Linked DNA regions of Pan troglodytes: region 1 is linked to region 2. The links are chromatin contacts, called in public Hi-C maps. All regions are on one chromosome and are shown on one strand. Each heading gives the region's core, a stretch centred on a gene start, on an enhancer-like site or on the middle of the called end of the contact. The rest is flanking DNA. Distances are from core to core; before and after follow the strand shown.

Evidence for each region. A called contact is a pair of places that touch in the nucleus more often than the background predicts.
Region 1: a contact with region 2 is called in a Hi-C map of stem cell-derived neural progenitor cells, with 3 times the contacts expected there. The contact joins two enhancer-like sites. A contact is called at or near these places in 1 of 7 Hi-C or Micro-C datasets (stem cell-derived neural progenitor cells) and 1 of 1 datasets of contacts at active chromatin or transcription factors (stem cell-derived excitatory neurons).

The regions. Positions count from the first base shown.
Region 1 is chr13:52,361,095-52,364,062 of NHGRI_mPanTro3-v2.0_pri, forward strand. No RefSeq gene overlaps it. Among named protein-coding and RNA genes, the nearest start is that of RND3, 160 kb to the right of the region's middle. Within about 2 kb of position 1,462, at least 10 of the 24 cell types and tissues checked have an H3K27ac peak or open chromatin away from gene starts, as enhancers often do. A contact at or near this core is called in stem cell-derived neural progenitor cells, where this site is marked.
Region 2 is chr13:51,634,354-51,637,072 of NHGRI_mPanTro3-v2.0_pri, forward strand. No RefSeq gene overlaps it. Among named protein-coding and RNA genes, the nearest start is that of MMADHC, 10 kb to the left of the region's middle. Within about 2 kb of position 1,393, at least 5 of the 24 cell types and tissues checked have an H3K27ac peak or open chromatin away from gene starts, as enhancers often do. A contact at or near this core is called in stem cell-derived neural progenitor cells, where this site is marked.

The DNA of each region.
Region 1 (2,968 bases), core at 212-2,711, 730 kb after region 2:
GTTTTTTGAGATGGAGTCTTGCTCTGTCACCCAGGCTGGAGTGCAGTGGCGGAATCTCAGCTCACTGCAACCTCCACCTCCCGGGTTTAAGCGACTCTCCTACCTCAGCCTCCCAAGTAACTGGAATTACAGGCATGCACCACTATGCCTGGCTAATTTTTTTTTTATTTGTTGGTAGAGATGGGTTTCACCATGTTGGCCAGGCTGGTCTCAAACTCCTGGCCTCAAGCGATGCACCCACCTCGGCCTCCCAAAGTGCTGGGATTACAGGCGTGAGACACCAGGCACCCGGCTATGTCATTGATTTTTGAGGGTTAATGGAGATAATACATGTAGAGTGCTAAGTATGGTAGTTGGCATAAAGCCTCAATAAAGGATAGTTACTATTTGGAGGTGAAGCTCTGAAAAAGATGCTTAATTTTCAAAGTCATAAAATTAGAAAAGAGACTTCCCTTTGAAAGCCTATGTAGCAAGGAGCAAAGACTGCAAGATTCAGAACAAATGGGCATTTCAGCTTCAGTTACTTGTCATTAACTGATTTAGGCTGTTAGAAAATGCATTGGCACTTAAGATTTCCATTCTTCTGTGAAGAAAAAGATGTGTGTGTTTTTCACATTATTTGGATAAACTACAATTATTTTAAAATATGAAGAGAAATTCAGTAAAATTTTGGTAAGACAATAAGATGCTAATGTGATGGTGGTAAAGTTTTTTTCTTCACAGCTTTATTTTTGTTTGGTTAAAAAAAAGAAAACACAGTTGTTTATAGTGTATTTGCAAACAATCAACTAGGAAATCATGCATTAATTGTTCAGATGAAAGCATGATGCTGCTCATATTTATCTGTGTTTATCACGGCACCAGACGGCCTGATTGGGAAAGTACTTCGTAGCAGGAGAGCCCAAGACACAGCAGCTAAATAGATGCCTCTTTAATGTGAGGTGTTCAGTATCAGATGGGGCTTTGTTGACCTTGTTCCTAAGCACAATCAGCCTGTATGGAGGGCTCTGTGCAGCAGCGCCTAGGCCTCTGTTTTAGTTCTTAATTTCTTTCACGGCATCAAAAGGCTTTTCTATTCAAAAGCTTTTCTTTTTCTTTTACTCGTGAGCCTCTGCAATTGAGGCAGAACTGCAATCTACCAGCAGCAGCCTTTGTTCTGGCCTTTCAGGAGGCTGGCGAGCAGTGTGAGTCCTTCCTAATTAGCCTGCGGACCAATGAAATAGTTCTTTGAGCCAGGAGAGGCTGCAATCCCACAGCCCAAATGGCAGAAAACGGGGGAAAGGCCTCTTTAATTAAGGCCCAACAAAACTGGGTAAAAAATGGTATTTTGCTCTCTACAAATGTCTCTTTTAAATCCCTGTAAATGCTGGCACATGCACATGCTTTTAAACTGTGCCTTCCCTTTCGCCAATGTACTGTCGGTCTGCTTTGGCTAAAGACTGCAGAATTTATTGGTCCGTAAGAGTTTAGGACCCAGCAGCCTTGGGCTGTGTCTGTGTTTGCATTTGCACGAGAAGTACAGGCTGTGCTGGAGGCAAAGAGCTGATAATCAGGAGATGGTCTTCACTTATAAAAGTGATGCATGACAGCCCCACCTTACAGGCTTGGCATTTACACAGGACGTTCACAAATGTCACTGCACAAAAATCCTGCCAGCACCGCAGATGTATTAATTTATTAGTTTCCTCCATTGTTTTGTTCCTCATTTATGTCTTTTGACTGCAATGCATTTATTTTTTTCTTCACTGAACTCTTTAGTAGCTTAATATTGTACAGGTTAAGAAGATAGTTTTGGGCATGGCACTATGCATTATCCTTTCAGACCACCTTTTACATATGTGGTAACTTTATCTTACTATGCCTGAGTGAATGATTAGGTTTTGCTCCCTTATTTTTAAACTGAAAATACTTTCCCCAATTTTCAAATTATACACATTTGTTGCAAAAAAATATTTTAAGATATCTAATGCAGATAATTATAAGAAGAAAGGTACTGCCATTTAGAGATAAGTACCATTAACATTTTGTAGTAAATCAGTTCATCTGCATATGCTCATGCAAATTTACACAAATAAAATGTTTTCATATATATTCTTGTCGCTTGACAACATGTGCGGATGTACATTTAAGTCAGTACGTAGGACTGCATTATCATTTTTAGTGGCTGTGTATTACTAGTCTTTTGAAGAATAAAAAAGACCATGATTAGACATAATTATTGTGTTTACACCTATTTAAGATCTGATTAGATTCCTTTGAATGCATCACAACATTAGGCAATTTCAAATTCCCACTTCAATGAAAGTCTTTATCTTTTGTAGGTAATATAGTCTCGACAGAAATATATATGATAAAATAGAATAATTGCATGTATTTTATATGATGGGAGTAAGAAATACACACAAGCATACACGATACTTTTATTTTTAATTTTTTATTAAACAGAATTATTTTTCCAGCGTGACAACTGCAGGTAATTTGCTTTTAGTCAGAGAATGTCAGTGGTCTCTTGAAAGCTTTCTTTGTGAACATCTCAAAATAGTTTGGTTCGTTTAAGTAGTCTGTGCCTATAAACACCAAACATTCAGTCAATTTATTACAAAGTTGGTCAAACATTGAAATGTTCAGCAGATTTTTTGTTTGAGCTCATTATGAGCGAGGCATCATGTGGACACATTCTGAGTAAATGGGAACAGAAGGAAATAGAATAACTCCTTGAAGTCTGTTCTATTTACTCTCCAATACCTATCCTAAAATATGTATGCCTCTAACATGGACAACATCATATAAGGTGTGATATACTGGGGGAAAGACTAAACGTAAAAACAGGCTGCCAAAGATTCATTGTTTCTACCCACAATCAATACTTTCCGGCCGCTATGTCATTATCTATAAAAGGAGGAAAATGTCTCAAAGGAACACTGTAAGGATCAAACATGATAATGTCAATAGCTAGTACTTCATATTT
Region 2 (2,719 bases), core at 143-2,642:
GCACAGAGGTTTTCAAGAAAATGGTGCTAAGGCCGAGAGGACAATGAATAATTTTTTAGTATGACTATGTCCCATGTATTGCACAGCAAACTGGAAAATCTAACTCCAAGACCAAATGCTATCTACATCCATGCATCTTCTACTCACCAATCTCATCTAATTGCTTACATCTTCTATTTTGCCTGTATGGAAAAAGTCTGACTCAAAGACAGTAATGTAGATCTAAAAATGGTCTTAAGAGAAATTATTGCTATCTGAAAGCTCACATCTTCAAAAATTTTTACACTTCCTGTCTAGAAACGGCTCCGGCTTATCTCTAAAGATTGCTTAGAATAAAATAGAGTCACTTAAGTACTTACTCCTTGGGATTATTTTTGATTTTTTTATGTGCTGTTATTCTGTTGACTTTTGATTATTCATTAACATCTCTTTCTCTGTCTCACTGCGTGGTTGTGGGAGTAGAAGGAGGGAAGAGGTGACTCTCCAAAATGAAATAATTCGAAAGCCACTTACATGTTGCTATTATGAACAATTCTGAGGCATTTTTGGTACAGCTTTCTCTTTCCAATTATATTTGATATAGCAAATAATGCTATTAAAATATATAGACTTTGTATAAAGAAAGACCACATCCTGATACTGAAGGAGAGGAGGAAGAAGGAAAGGTGGGAGTTTGCTGTGTGCTCAGTAGAAAGAAGGGTCGTCCTGGGGAACACTTTGCAGTTTCAAAGTACTTGAGGAGGGTAGGCCACAAAATGGGAGTTTAACTGTACTAAAGTAAATTCTTAATGACACTTTCACGTGGATGCCCTGAAGCAGAGTGAGGAATCACACCAGGAAACCTGATGCGGGAGAGAGCCATGTCCCACAGTTTGACCGAAAAAAATGTTGCCTTTGGGCTCACCTAACTCTGGACACTAGGTGTCAGTATACAGCAATGTAACGATTTTAGGATGCGGGGTTGATGTGCTGAATTAGTGGGGGAAGAGTTGGGAGATGATGTTTCGTTTCCTGCTGTTAACACAGGTCCTGGATTTATGGTAGAGGTTCTTTCAGCTGTGATCTTATGAATCATCAATAGAGACAGGAACTGTGTCAGAGTCACCTCTGGGGGTTTCCTTCATATTTTCTTTTTCTTTTCTCACTGGCTAGGACTGATTACTTCTTCACATCTCTGCAAAGTACTTAATTAGTCTCATCAGGCAGCCAAACTTGATACCTTCGTCCAATTTTAGATACAGAGATGATGAAGGTGTTTCATTGGCAGTTGGGGCCATTAGAGGGACCCCGCAGGGCAGAGCGACGTTGCACTGAGGCGATCTGAGCTGAGCACAGGGGTAAGGATATATTCCTGGACTGTGTGCTGCTGTCACCGAGAACATTTGCAAATCTGCTGACACATTACAGTGGGAATATCCCCTGGACGCATGGAAGGCCCAGTGCCCTGTCATTTGAGCAGTGCAGGCACGTCACCAGCCCATGGGGATGTCAGTATTCATGCTGCTCTTTGATATAAAGTTCGCATTTTCTATATGGTTTGATGATGTTTAGTGGGATCAGTGATGCCTGTTTGTTAATTGCTTACAGAAGATTTGGGCTTAAAAATAAAATCTTGGATCAGGTAACATTCTCTGTTTTAAATTTTATTGATATTTCTGAATTCCAAGGAAATTACATATCAGATGGTCTTTGCAACCTTATTTTTTTCTATTATTTTTAGTATTCTCTGCACTCTGTCTTATATTTCTGCCCTTTCTCCTGCATAAGTAAAACAGAAAGATTTAGTTAGCATTTGAGGATGAAAATTATCAAGCCTATATTCTCAACAACAATCTGGGATTTGAGTTAATTTTAATGTCCAATTTGTGTCCCTCTTGCCCCCTTTACATGTGTGACTTTATTTTCAGCTATCTTTTAATATTATTCACTCTTAGTCACACCAACTATGCTTATCCCTACCTAAGTCCTTCTCATCTTGTTATCACCAGCTGGTAAATTCTTCCTGCTTCCTTTACTTATATAAATGTGGCTGCTTTTTCAATATTCAGCTCCAAGCCATCTCCTCCGTGAAGCTATCTGGGTAATTCACAGAAATCTGCTTTCCTGAATCATAGAGCATTGCTCAGTGTAGCTCATGATTATAACCTAGTCTCAGTTGCTTTTTAAATAGTTTGCACACGTGTACATATACACACACATGCACACACACACACACGACCAACTAGATTACAAGCTTTTCAAAAGTGGGGGCTGTACCCCAGTGACATCTAGTAATATGCTGAGTATCATATATACATTTTCAATAGATAGCCATTTTTTGTTTATCTCTTTGATTGCGGAGGCTAAAACATAATAGGTATTTAATAAATGTTGAGAGATCTGAGGAATTGATTTAAATTACTCTGCTGAAGTACTAGATCTTTGATAATATTAGATTGTGACATTTGGTGTGACAATTCTGGTAGTCATTAGCATATACCTTTGCAAGAGCTAGCTCAAGTCTTATACCTTCCATGACAACTTCTCTAGGCTAATACAGTCCTTATTGTTCCTCCTGGTCCTGAATTTCTCCTTCTCCTGTTTCTGAACTCCTAAAGCATCGTACATCTACATTGGGCAAGTGCCTTAGGACTACATCTGTAGAATGGGTTTAATAATAGTGCCCATCTATTTGGAACTATGATAATTAAATGACAATATGTATAAATTACTTAGAACA